Linked DNA regions of Sus scrofa: regions 2, 3 and 4 are each linked to region 1. The links are chromatin contacts, called in public HiChIP or PLAC-seq maps. All regions are on one chromosome and are shown on one strand. The core of a region is the stretch at or near the end of the contact, and the rest is flanking DNA. Distances in the headings are between cores, read along the strand shown. Region 1 overlaps LOC102159120 (a long non-coding RNA gene). Region 2 has its middle 240 kb from the start of BTG1. Region 3 overlaps LOC106510428 (a long non-coding RNA gene). Region 4 has its middle 120 kb from the start of BTG1.

Region 1 (2,700 bases), core at 65-2,564:
AGAAGTGAAACAAATTGGCATGTTGTGACAGAGCCTATGGACCACCCATGTGGCAAGGACCTGAGGGTGACCTCCAGGAGCTTAGAGTAGTCTTCAGTCAATAGCTAGCAAGAAAAAAAAAAAAAAAAAAATTCTGGATCATACAGCCTCAAAGAAATGAATTTAGCCAACAATTCTGTGAGCCTGGAAGAGGCGCCTCAGTCTCCAAGAGATCATAGGCCCAAGCAGCTCTGCAATTTCAGCCTGAGCAGAGGACTCAGTTAATCCACAGAAACCTTGACATAAAAAACATGGGATGTTTTAAGTCACCAAGTCTGTGATCATTTGTGATGTAGCCATAGAAAGTAAATAACCTCTCCTCTGTCCCTTCTTTCCCTGTTCCTCTCAATGCTGCAGTCTCAACTGTCCTTAGTTTCCTAATTAAAACTGTACTTCCATGACTGTGGCTTTGCAAAGAATGCTCATATTGTCTGGAATGCCCGTTTCCTTTTTTCTGCCTCTTGAATATCACCCATCCTTCAGGACCCAAGTCAGCTCATCCTCTGCCAGAAGCCTGGACTGATTGCCCTAGGCTGACTACATTCCTTCCTGTTCTGTATTCCACTACACCCTGGGATCTCTCTCTCTCTCTCTCAAATGACTTAATTGAGAGCAAGAATTTAGAGTATTCACACTCGTGACACTTAGAATTTGGACAGTGCTTAGAACATAGGTGACACTCCGTAAATTGTTGATTAGTTAATGTACCTATTGTTTTCTATTCAAACGCTTCTGTTTATTCAACTTAATAAACATTTATTTTTAGGGCCTTTTATAGCTGCTGCAGACAATAAAAAGATGAGTAGATCGTGTTCCCTATTTCAAAGAGGAGGAATAAGGTTTGTACACAAACAATAATTACGAGAGGCAGAACAACCTGTACCGCAGAAGAACCCGATCAGGAAGAGAGAGATAAGGTCCACAGGATAGAGGCGAGCACACATATGGCTTCTAGCCTCAGCTGTATTTTGGGGAGCAACATCTTCCCATCATTACAAAGCGGGTTGGGACAAGGATGGGGAAAGAAACGGCTGCTCTTATCTCTCAGGGAGCTGGATAGTGAGCAGGGCTCCCGCAGCCCTCGCTCTTCTTCCCGGGCAGCTTGGAGCATGGCAGCGGTGCAAATGGTTGGAGGAAGAAGCAGGTCACGGAGGAAGGGAGGGTTGTTGAGCAACGTCAGCTCTCCCCTAAGACTCTGTGGACACCAGGGCCGTGGGAGAGACAGAGCCACGAAGTCTTGCTTGATGCTGCGTGTGTGGGGCTGCTCTAAGGAGCCCGTTCAACGGCTGCTGGTGTGAAACCCAAGGAAATGTCCCCACAGCGCTGATGTCAACATGCATCATGTGGGCCGCTTACATTGTGAGTCACACACCCACATCCTGTTGCCTTACAATCACATTAATTTTCCCTTTCAGTGACATATCAAAGAGGATGTGTCTTTTTCAGTTTGTTTCCAATAGATGTCTGTTCTTTTTCAGCAGAAAGGAGATGTGTACATGAGTTCTGCCAACGACCACCACATGTGGGCCAGGCTTATTTCCCTCATGAGGGCCAGGAGCTGGTGCCACACACCACATGGTGATTTAATACACTTTGTCATTTGGTATCACTTGAACACCCGCTTCTTTCAAAAACTCATCCATTTAGTTTGTACCATTCAGATAAACTTGCAGACAATGACAAAGAGCATCTGTAATATTAAAATCCACTTGTTCCAGTTGTTCCTCTGAACTTACAAAATGTGGTGGATATAAAGTCCCCGTTATATTTGACTCGATTCCATGGTTTTGAACCTTATCCACTTAATTAACCAAGCTGAAATAATCATCCGATTATTGGATTTGTGTAGGTGCTCATGGCAAGCCCTATTCTAAATTGAACTTCTTTTTAGCTCTGGAAGGAAGGGTAGGATGGAAAAAGAAGTCAAGACTTATTGGAAATAAACCAAGACTATAGAGAAACTTACCATTTTTTCTAGTGTGGAATATTTTCTCTGTTCTTACTTCTTAGAATCATGTATGAGCTAAATTTGATAGTAGCCTGGTTACCTGGAGGAAAGGTCTCAGAGAAGCACCTCTTGGCAGCCCCCTCACTGGGGGACTTTCCAACACTCGTCCCAGCCTCCAGTGCACTCATTATAGTGATGACACATGTCTTGGCAGAATGTCTCCATGTTCAGAAGTAGAACAGCTCCAATGTTCCTGATTCTATTTTAGACTTGTACTAAAGTTATCTGCCCAGCACAGTCTGACTTCTTTAAACGTCATCTAAATTTTTCAGACTTGGTTTGGTCAGCCTGCTAGTCTCATAGGATAAAGAGATAATATTGCCTTCCAGAGTTGGAGCCTAAATATTAGAGACTGTATTGTGAGAAGCCATAAATTTCCCCCAAGGGGGTCTCGTTTACAGTGGTAGGATGCTTATAAGGCCAGCATTGGTTTTCTCGCAAAATGGCATGTGAAACACAAGTTACAAAAATACACTCATGATTTGAAAGGTATCAAGGAGTTTTTAAAAATGTTCTACATTTTGTTTCTGTTCATTAACTGGTTTTAACTTTTCTTAGAGGACTTTTGTAATGAACCACTGGCTGGCCAAACTAAATACCAAAGACTGAAAAGTCATTTGTGATGGGAAACAGGACAAATAAAAGAGGTATTA
Region 2 (2,700 bases), core at 191-2,690, 500 kb after region 1:
ATCAGTGGCATCCAAAGCTCTGTTTTCAAACAGAGAAATTTGAGGCTCTAAAAGGCTAAGAGATTTGCTTCAAGTTCTAGAGGGAATTACTTGATAATGAAGCCACAGCCAGAAACCTCATTTCCCAACCTCAAGGTTGGTTTGCTTTCCAGAACACTAGAACACTCCAAATAATTTCTGCAACAAAAATAATCTCACCATTTCCCCTCATATTTATGGCTGAGAAAACCACTCAGTGATCAAGGCACCTAAGTAAATAAAATGTATCATAACTGGGTACATTTCAGCCAAGAAACAAGGGAAAGATCATGTCACTTCAGTTCTCAACAAGCTCTTTTGTTAATTTATTCAACGGCTGTTATCTTGAATAGGTGACACCCACATATCAAATTGCATTTTGGTCTATTGCAATGACTAGTTTTCCTTGTTCTTTGGTTCCTAAAGCCAATTATTCTCTTTAACACCTTTGGAGATGCTAAGTGAGGCTAATGAGAGCGGATTTCTTGTGTGTTTATTAGTCATCACCATCACCTCACATATGTAGATATATTTTTAATACTTTCAGAGTGTCAATAAATTATGTTTGAGCCTCAAAAGAATATCATAAAGCAGCTATCACCTCCTAGGAAATACAAGCTTCACTGGCAGAAGAGTGGTGAAAGATGTGGTTTCAGACCATTAGAGTTTCAAATCCTTCTCCTGTCACCAGCTGTGTGGCCCTGAGTAAGTTACTTCACCCCTGAGTGCTTCAGTGCCTCATCCGTAATATGAAGCAATAAAAGAAGCTGTCTTGTGTACTTGTTTTTAGAATGAAGATAATCCATGCAAAATGTTTATCAAGTCACGTGGCATAGTCTCTCCAATACTATTAGCTAGACTATTTATAAATTAGGTATTGATAGCCCCCAATAACTAACACTTAATGAATGCCTACTATGTACCAAGTACTATATTCTAAGAACCTCACAAGCAGTAACTCAGTTTTCACAGTGACTGTTGGAGGTGAGAACGACGATTACTATGTCTGTTTTGCAAATGAGGAAATTGAGACACGCAGACAAAGTCACTTGCCCCAAGTCTCGCAGGTGGGAGATTGTAGAGCCAGGGCTGGAACTCAGAAGGTCGGGTCCTTGGCTCGCTCTGTTTCCCAGAACAGGCTGTGTGCTAGGCCTGCGGGGGCGACAGCAGTGAGAACCCCATGGTTCCTGCCTTCCTGAAAGCCAATGCAATCTCCCTAAAGGAGAGAGGAGCTCTCTGCAAAATGGTGGGACGAAAGAGCGAGCTCTGAACTCTTCCTAGGAGCTTTGGAAAGGGTCGGTTATCCTAATCCTCCTGTTGTTTAGATCTGCTTGCTCCCTTCTCTGCGGGCCACACACATCCCTAAGCTGAGAATCACCGGTTACCTAACCTCTGGTCCCTCCCACAGCACTTGCTACCCTATCTCAAAAAGCCACCCGACTCAGATTCCAGGTCCCTGACCACCTCTATCACGCGTCCTGTCACCTTCATGATACTCTTTCCAACATTCTACATTTCCTTTCCGTGGGTTGTTAGGTGAATACACGCTTGGCCCTCAGTGAGGACTCCTTGTTCGACATGGCACACACTACAAAGATGATGATTCAACACACATTTCTGAGCGTATCCAGTCTATACGCTGCAGGGCTAGAAATGAATTCATGCTTCTTTGATGCCACAGTGCCATCTCTCCTGAGGGTGGGGCCTGTATTTCTTCGGCATCCAATTTCTCACAAGTATATGATTTCTACTTTTGCAAAACAGGACGTTGTTTAACCAAGTTCTTATGGGAGGAAGCACAGCCCAGTGAGCAGAACAATGATTTGAAAGTCCTGGGTTCTATTTTCAGCTCCACTGTTGACTAGCTGTGCATTCAGCCCTTGGAAGGTCAAAGCAGAAGGGCCTTGCACCGCTGACTTTCTCTGCATGTACAGCTCTAGATGGAAAACAAAACAGGCATCTGGCTCTCAGCCTTGAGAAGCTGTGGTCTTTGGAGAATAGATGTGTAGTCACACTTTGTTTTCTTTTTAAAGCAAAAGAACAGAACAAACTCTCTTGGGGTGGGGGAGAGAGAGGGCGGCTGCAAAACGAGCTGGCAGAGAACCTAAGAGAGAAACCCAATCACCTTTTAAACAATCCAGGGGTTAAGGGACTGTTCGAACCATTTCAATCAAAGAAGCCTCTCCGGAGTAAGTTGGAGTTGCCTGCGTTCTAACATGGAAGAGGCTAAGGTTTGAAAGACTTCTCCAAATTTGAACAATGCCAGGTGTCCAGAACTCTTCCTATAGGGCAGACAGGAGATGCTAGTGAGTGAGGCTTGTGGGCAAAGGTGGAAGCACCGGCCCCCTCTAAAGCCATCTGCTGCTACCCAGCACCAGCTGCTTGTCATGGGGAGAAGCCACTGTTGCCTACACAGCTGAGCTTTCAAGAAAAACTAAACAATTAAAATTTTGTTCTTAGAACTTCACTTTAAATGACGGAGCCTAATCAACATTTAGAGTCACTGAGCAGGCAAACTGAACTTAGCAAAGCCTAGGCGATGCACTCTCTATCGCTCCTATCTAAAGATGGGATGGAGTTCCTTAAGGATTTTAATTATGTGCTCTGCTATGAATGGGTAGAAATTACACACCAGACAAAAGCTGTTAGCAGTGGCACTCAAACTTGGCTGCACGTGGGAAT
Region 3 (3,122 bases), core at 140-2,639, 350 kb after region 1:
GACACAAAAGACAGTAAAGCAGCTAATGGAATCCTTTCTTTCAAATACTATTTTGATATGACTAATCTTGCTGTTTGGTCAAATAGTGCAGCTAGCTCAGTGCTGACTATACTACTTTTTAGTGCAAAGGGAAACTAAACAAGAGAATCAGCCATGGTGTATAATCTATATATGATCTCTGTTCCATTATTTTTATTGCTTGACATTCAGAATAAACCACAACCATCAATTCCCCAGGTCCCCAGATCATAATTACCTGGAATATTTGATTCTCTGAGAGATGTGAGAATTTCTAAGCTTATCTGTTTTTATACAAATTTGCTTGCTAAGGAGATTTCATAAAAAGCAATTTAGCTCTGGGCCTCTTAAGAATATATATACAAAATGAAAGAAAGGCATTCAATTTTCAGTTTTCTTCCCTCCGCTGACTTCACTCATCTGGTTTACTTTTCTGTCCATGGAGATTCTAAAGGCGGTGTGCTATGGAAATGATTTCACTGCATCACCACATCATTTGCGTCTGGGCTTGCCTTCCACCACAGGTGTGAGATCACGTGTGGTGCGGAGGGGCAGCGGGTCGAAGAAAGGCAAGGGGTAGGTGAGTAGCAGAACCCTCAGGAAGCTTTTCCAAAGAAGGCACCCCTGTCCGCCTTCCTCCTCGCCTCAATCAGTTCAGAAGCAGGGATCGAATGAGCGAAACTGGCCAGGGATTCTGTTCGCACAGAGCGCATAGGGGCCTGAGCTATTCAGGTACAGACATTACCCATTTTGTCAAGGACAGTGCATGTGCACGGGCAGAAGGGTAGATCAGGAACGGGAAAGGACCGTTATTGATTTGTTAGTGTGGATTTTTATCACCAAGGAAAGGCTTTAGTTACCATTTACATAAGAATTATGAACAGGCAGCCAGGAAACTTCAAAACCAATTTGAATCATCTTACTTAGCAGTTAATTACAGTTCCCTTATGAATGAAAAACAAATAAGTTTACTCAAATACACTGATAATACCTTCCATAGTGGCATCTGCCCACACTGATATAAAACTGTTCCCAAAGCCAAATCAACTGATTGAGAAGTCAAATAAACTTGATTACTCCTTGTGCATGCAGACACGTCAGATGTAAAACTGTGACTTACAGGTTTATAAAAGATTTACCAATCCAGACTCACTAAGAGGAAGGGTCAACTTGGGTATCCCTAGCAACAAATCCTGAGTCAATTTTGTGTGACCTCAGAGAGCAGGAGTGAGAGACAAGGGAAGTGAAACAAGGAAGGCGGGAACTTGATACAGAAATGGCTTTTCCAGTTGACCATTGCTATGGTTAACTGGTACTCACTGCTACAAGATCTTTGCAGGAGGTTTAGCAGAGGCACTTGGGAGCTGGCCATTGGGTGATGTAAGGAGGAAATGATTCCTTGGCTCTCACCCCACAGTGGTCAAGGGTGAACTCATGGGCATTAGCGCCCAGGCACTTTTAAATTGTGCAAGTATGAGTGGTGTTTTCCCACAAATGTCCTAAGCTAAGAATCAGAGAGTTGAGATGAGGCACTGTTAGCTTGCACCTGTGCAAGTTGGTCAAAGCTTCATGGAACTAGTTATTACATCTGTGGTTACAGAAGAGGTCGGATTGAAAAGACTTAAAATCCTCACAAGAGTGGCCCAGTGCGTTGAAACGCAGAACATCTTTAAAATCAAAACAAAGCTTTTTCATAGTGCATATATTCAATACCCAGAAAAACCCCGGGATGTTTTATGGCAAATCTTTACCAAATAGAAAGCATGGGAAATAGATTTGAAGCAAAAATGACGTCCTAAATCTGACACTTATAAAGTTAGACTAGTTACATTCAATTCAGTATGAACTTAGACCAGTTACAGTCAATTTTGCTGAGCCTCAGTTTCCTGATCTCCAAAGACACAGATAAATGATATCTTTCTCATGGGATGCTTGAATGCTAAATGAGATGCTGAATGTAGCAGCATGGTTAGCATTTCAGAAAATGGGCACTCATAATAATAACTATTAGCACTCAATCAAAGTCAGCACACAAGGCCACGTGGAGGGACCACACCATTGTTAGGGGCTATAGATTTCAGTCAGCCAGGACCAGGGGAGAGAGAGAACAAAGGTGGTAACAGCTGGTGGGTACTAGTGGAAGAGGTTTTCTGGACCCTGGGGAATGACAGATTATACAGAACAATCAAAACCAAGTTGTGGGTTGGGAGAGTCAGCAATCACCCTGAGGCCAGAGGTCAAGTGTGGTGACCTCTGATCCAAAGCTAGGAAACAGAATGCTCAGAAGCTGGAGGTCAAGTCATGGCAAGGGTCAAAGGCAAGCACATGGTGGTGTCAGCACACATGTTGCTCTATTAGAGGCCTTTCTTGTCAGGAAGCTTGCCATTCCATTCCCTGCCATTACATTCCTAGATGTGGTCAGTCAAAAGTCTGAGAGATCAAAGACACAAAACCCTGCAAATGACCAGATTATGCAGCAGTTAATGGGAAAAGTTCTAAACAAAATGTTTGCATTATGTACTCATCCCAAGAAGTTATGCACTTTTTTCTTCCAAAGATGTCTATGACTTAAGGAGTTCTTGTTTACAACTTACAGGGTGTGCAAATTTTTCTGATTTTCTTTGAACTTCCTGTATCTTTCTGCCCTAGCCCTCTGTCTTTAAATTGTGACCAGAATTCACTCAACATCAGCTTTTTAATCTCATGCTTGTAAATGTCTTATGTCTTAACATGTTTCACATTGTTCCACACTTCACTGATTCCAAACATCCATCCATCCATCTACCCATCCATCTACATCCATCTTAGTCCACTGGGCATCTATAATAGAACATGGAATAGATACCACAGACTGGGTAGCTTAAACAACAGACATTTCTCACACTTCTGGAGGCTGGGGAGTCCAAGATCAAGGTACCGACCGATTCCATGTCTGGTAAGGGCCCATTTCCTGGTTCATGGATAGCCATTCTCTAGATGTGTATCCTTACAAGGTGCAAAGGTCAAGGGAACCAGCTTCATTTTTCTTTTTCAGGATGTCTTTGGCTATTCTGGGTCTTTTGTGCTTCCAGACAAACTTTAAAATATACTGTTCGAGTTCTGCG
Region 4 (2,796 bases), core at 266-2,765, 380 kb after region 1:
TGCAGCCTGTCTCCTCCACTGCCTCCCGCCCAACACCACGCTGCCACCCGACGCCTCTGCAAGAGATGCACATGATGACGTGACTGCCCTGCTGCAAAGTGGTTTCTCACTAATGATTTCTCAGTCCGACACTGTCTTTCAAGATCTTCCATGAGCTCCCTCCAGCCCGCTTTCTAGGCCCAAATTCCCTCACTCTCCCTCCCAGCTCTATGCGCACAGGGCACCTAAACAGGTCTACTTGCTCCACGTTGGTGTCCTTCACCTGCTCTCCTCTCAGCCTGGCACGCTCTTCCCCTCCCAGCCGTTGCACCCGCGGCAGCACTGTCTGCCCCATGAAACCCTCCATCATCCTGTAAGATCCAGATCTTCGTCTCAGAAACCTTCTCTGGCCTCCGAATCAGGGCTGTGCCCTTCTACTGTTGAGCCTCCACTGTGACAGGTGTAGCACTTATTGTGCTATTTTCACAATGCTTTGTTCACATTACTTGTACTTTTATCAGTAGTTCTCAAAGCATGGTCCGAAGGACAAGTGCCTCAAAAATATCTGCCTATAAGAAGGGCAGATGCCTTGTTTCCCTTGGAAATCGGCATTCCTGGGACTTCCTGGGCGATTAGAGTCGAGAACCTCTGGACTGGGCTGTAAACTCCTCCAGGGTGGGCATTGTCTACCAGGACGTGGCAGTAATGAGTGAATAAGAATATCTCATCGCTTTTCAGCCACAGGGGAGCTTCTGTCGCTCTTACTGTTTGTCACATTTTACGAACACAGCTCAGAGTCCCGTTAGTCCCGTTCCCCACCGCATCTATCCCAGATCTTAGCCCGGGGCCCTGGGGCATGGCCGGCACTAAATAAATGCCTTTCCACGGATGGCAGGAAACTATGACCTGCAGAAGCTTTGAGCGCTGTGCAGCTGGGCAGAGATGCAGCCAAAGTATCAACAAGATGAGCACAAGGCCTGCTCAGTTACCCAGGAGGAGGCACTAAGTCAGACCAAAAGCAGAGCTGGCAATTCTCTGATGTTCCTTTGTAGAAATCCTTGATGTGGGCTGTGAAATGTCAAATCCAGATTTGATTAAGCCGAACTCCAAATCCCCAAGGCAAGTGTGTATCCACGATCTTAATGTAATTATTGGAGCCAACGCCGTCTGTTACTTTCAAAAGGGCTGAGCTAGCACCCCATCCATTGATACCGACTCCTACAAAATGAAGCCTGCAATTGATTCAGCACATCCCAGGCCGATAATGCCTAGAAAAGCTTGATCTGGTTCCTTCCTGAACGTTGAAGTATTAAATTAAACCAAAAAAGAAAAAAAAAGTTCTGATCTACTCTAAAGCCAGAAGAAAGAGCGGGTCCCAAAGGCTATAGCAGAAATCAACGTTCTGTTTCTCTGGCTTAGTGCTAGACTGTTGTCTCTTTGGAAGTTTCCACTTCCTTCTTCAAATGATAACCTATCACTTTTCAGTTAACCCATACTCTGAGTTTTTAAAGGCCAGCCAATAAACGACACGAGCTGTTCTAAGGGCTGTGGGCTTCTGGCTGAAGGATTCAGTATATACAAGTGGAAACTTGGCTTCCTCTGCTTACACATACACTTTAAGCGATGGGCAAAAAAAAGTCAAGCCAGAACCGAGTCTCAAACCGAAGTAGGCACTTCGGGATCTATCAAATTAAACCCAAATGCCACAGCTTCACTGAAGCAGACCTGATTTCACTACCGCGTTCTCAGAGGGAAGAGGGGTGGGGGCAGCTACTCCCAAGCTCCACCCCAAGCCAGAGCTCCACTTTGTTCTGTGAAATTCAGAACACATTTGTTCCCTTTTTTTCCCCTTCAAAATCTACTCCTGCCCTTACGTAGGGTCTGGCTGGAGCTAAAATCATAAGCACCAAAGACAGCAGGGGAAAGGCCGCTTTATTGTGAAATCCAGTCTGAGTAAAAGCAAAACGGATCAGCATCTTTTGACCTTAAGCCAGTGGCGAAGTCTGACAAATCATGGCTGAGGGAACTTGGAAAAGGTCTGATGAGCTGTCAAGCCACGGACAATTTAGCGATTTTCTTGTCACCCCCTATAGACGCAATTCTGAAGTTTCCAAATTCCGGAAACTTCCTAAAGCAGGACCGACAAATCTGAGAAGACACAAGTCTCCTGGTGACCCTAGAACCAACCTCATGTTTCTGAGAGTCTTGAGATCAGAGGAGACCAGTTACCTAGAGGCAAGAATGGATTCTGTTGGAGCCGCCTGTATCAGACTCGCCACAAGAGAAAGATAATTTCTAGGCCAACACAGAGTATGGGGGTGGGGCGAAGCAAAGGGATTTTTCTCCTCCTTTTGGTTCTTATATCAAGAGCTAATCCCACACATGGCAGTGACATTAAGGCAGGAGTCTTGGCATCAGCTGCCAGTGGGATACCTGGTTTAAACAGAAAGCACTCTTTTGGACGCAAGGTACATTACAGAGTTCCTGCCTTTTAGGGACTCCCTTGCCTAAAAGCACCCATTGTCTCACTCTCTCTTGACTTACATGTGACTCCAAACTCACATAAACCCATTCCAGCTTGCCCTCACCAACTCTTCCCATCTCCCAGCAGGTCCGCCATGCATGCCACCCTTCAGACCAAGGGTTGGCAAACTTTTCCTGTAAAAAGCCACAGAGTAAATTGTTCAGGGTTGCAGGCCGTAAGGTCTTTTCATAACTATTCAACTCTGCTGTGGTAGAATGAAAGCATTCATAAACAGTAGTGTAAATGAATGAGCCAGGCTATATTTCAATAAAACTTTACTCCAAAAAACAAGT

Evidence for each region. HiChIP or PLAC-seq counts read pairs in DNA pulled down with a chosen protein or histone mark.
Region 2: an H3K27ac HiChIP or PLAC-seq map of skeletal muscle shows a contact between it and region 1, with 6 times the contacts expected there. The contact joins two enhancer-like sites. A contact is called at or near these places in 1 of 47 Hi-C or Micro-C datasets (heart right ventricle) and 1 of 2 datasets of contacts at active chromatin or transcription factors (skeletal muscle).
Region 3: a contact with region 1 is called in an H3K27ac HiChIP or PLAC-seq map of alveolar macrophages. The contact joins two enhancer-like sites. A contact is called at or near these places in 2 of 2 datasets of contacts at active chromatin or transcription factors (alveolar macrophages and skeletal muscle).
Region 4: a contact with region 1 is called in an H3K27ac HiChIP or PLAC-seq map of alveolar macrophages. The contact joins two enhancer-like sites. A contact is called at or near these places in 2 of 2 datasets of contacts at active chromatin or transcription factors (alveolar macrophages and skeletal muscle).

The regions. Positions count from the first base shown.
Region 1 is chr5:91,071,540-91,074,239 of Sscrofa11.1, reverse strand. All of the region lies in intron 3 of LOC102159120 (a long non-coding RNA gene), which reads right to left. Among named protein-coding and RNA genes, the nearest start is that of BTG1, 260 kb to the right of the region's middle. Within about 2 kb of position 1,314, at least 38 of the 83 cell types and tissues checked have an H3K27ac peak or open chromatin away from gene starts, as enhancers often do. A contact at or near this core is called in alveolar macrophages and skeletal muscle, where this site is marked.
Region 2 is chr5:90,569,606-90,572,305 of Sscrofa11.1, reverse strand. No RefSeq gene overlaps it. Among named protein-coding and RNA genes, the nearest start is that of BTG1, 240 kb to the left of the region's middle. Within about 2 kb of position 1,440, at least 13 of the 83 cell types and tissues checked have an H3K27ac peak or open chromatin away from gene starts, as enhancers often do. A contact at or near this core is called in skeletal muscle, where this site is marked.
Region 3 is chr5:90,719,383-90,722,504 of Sscrofa11.1, reverse strand. The region is part of intron 3 of LOC106510428 (a long non-coding RNA gene); the gene reads right to left. Among named protein-coding and RNA genes, the nearest start is that of BTG1, 94 kb to the left of the region's middle. Within about 2 kb of position 1,389, at least 8 of the 83 cell types and tissues checked have an H3K27ac peak or open chromatin away from gene starts, as enhancers often do. A contact at or near this core is called in alveolar macrophages, where this site is marked.
Region 4 is chr5:90,692,255-90,695,050 of Sscrofa11.1, reverse strand. No RefSeq gene overlaps it. Among named protein-coding and RNA genes, the nearest start is that of BTG1, 120 kb to the left of the region's middle. Within about 2 kb of position 1,515, at least 16 of the 83 cell types and tissues checked have an H3K27ac peak or open chromatin away from gene starts, as enhancers often do. A contact at or near this core is called in alveolar macrophages, where this site is marked.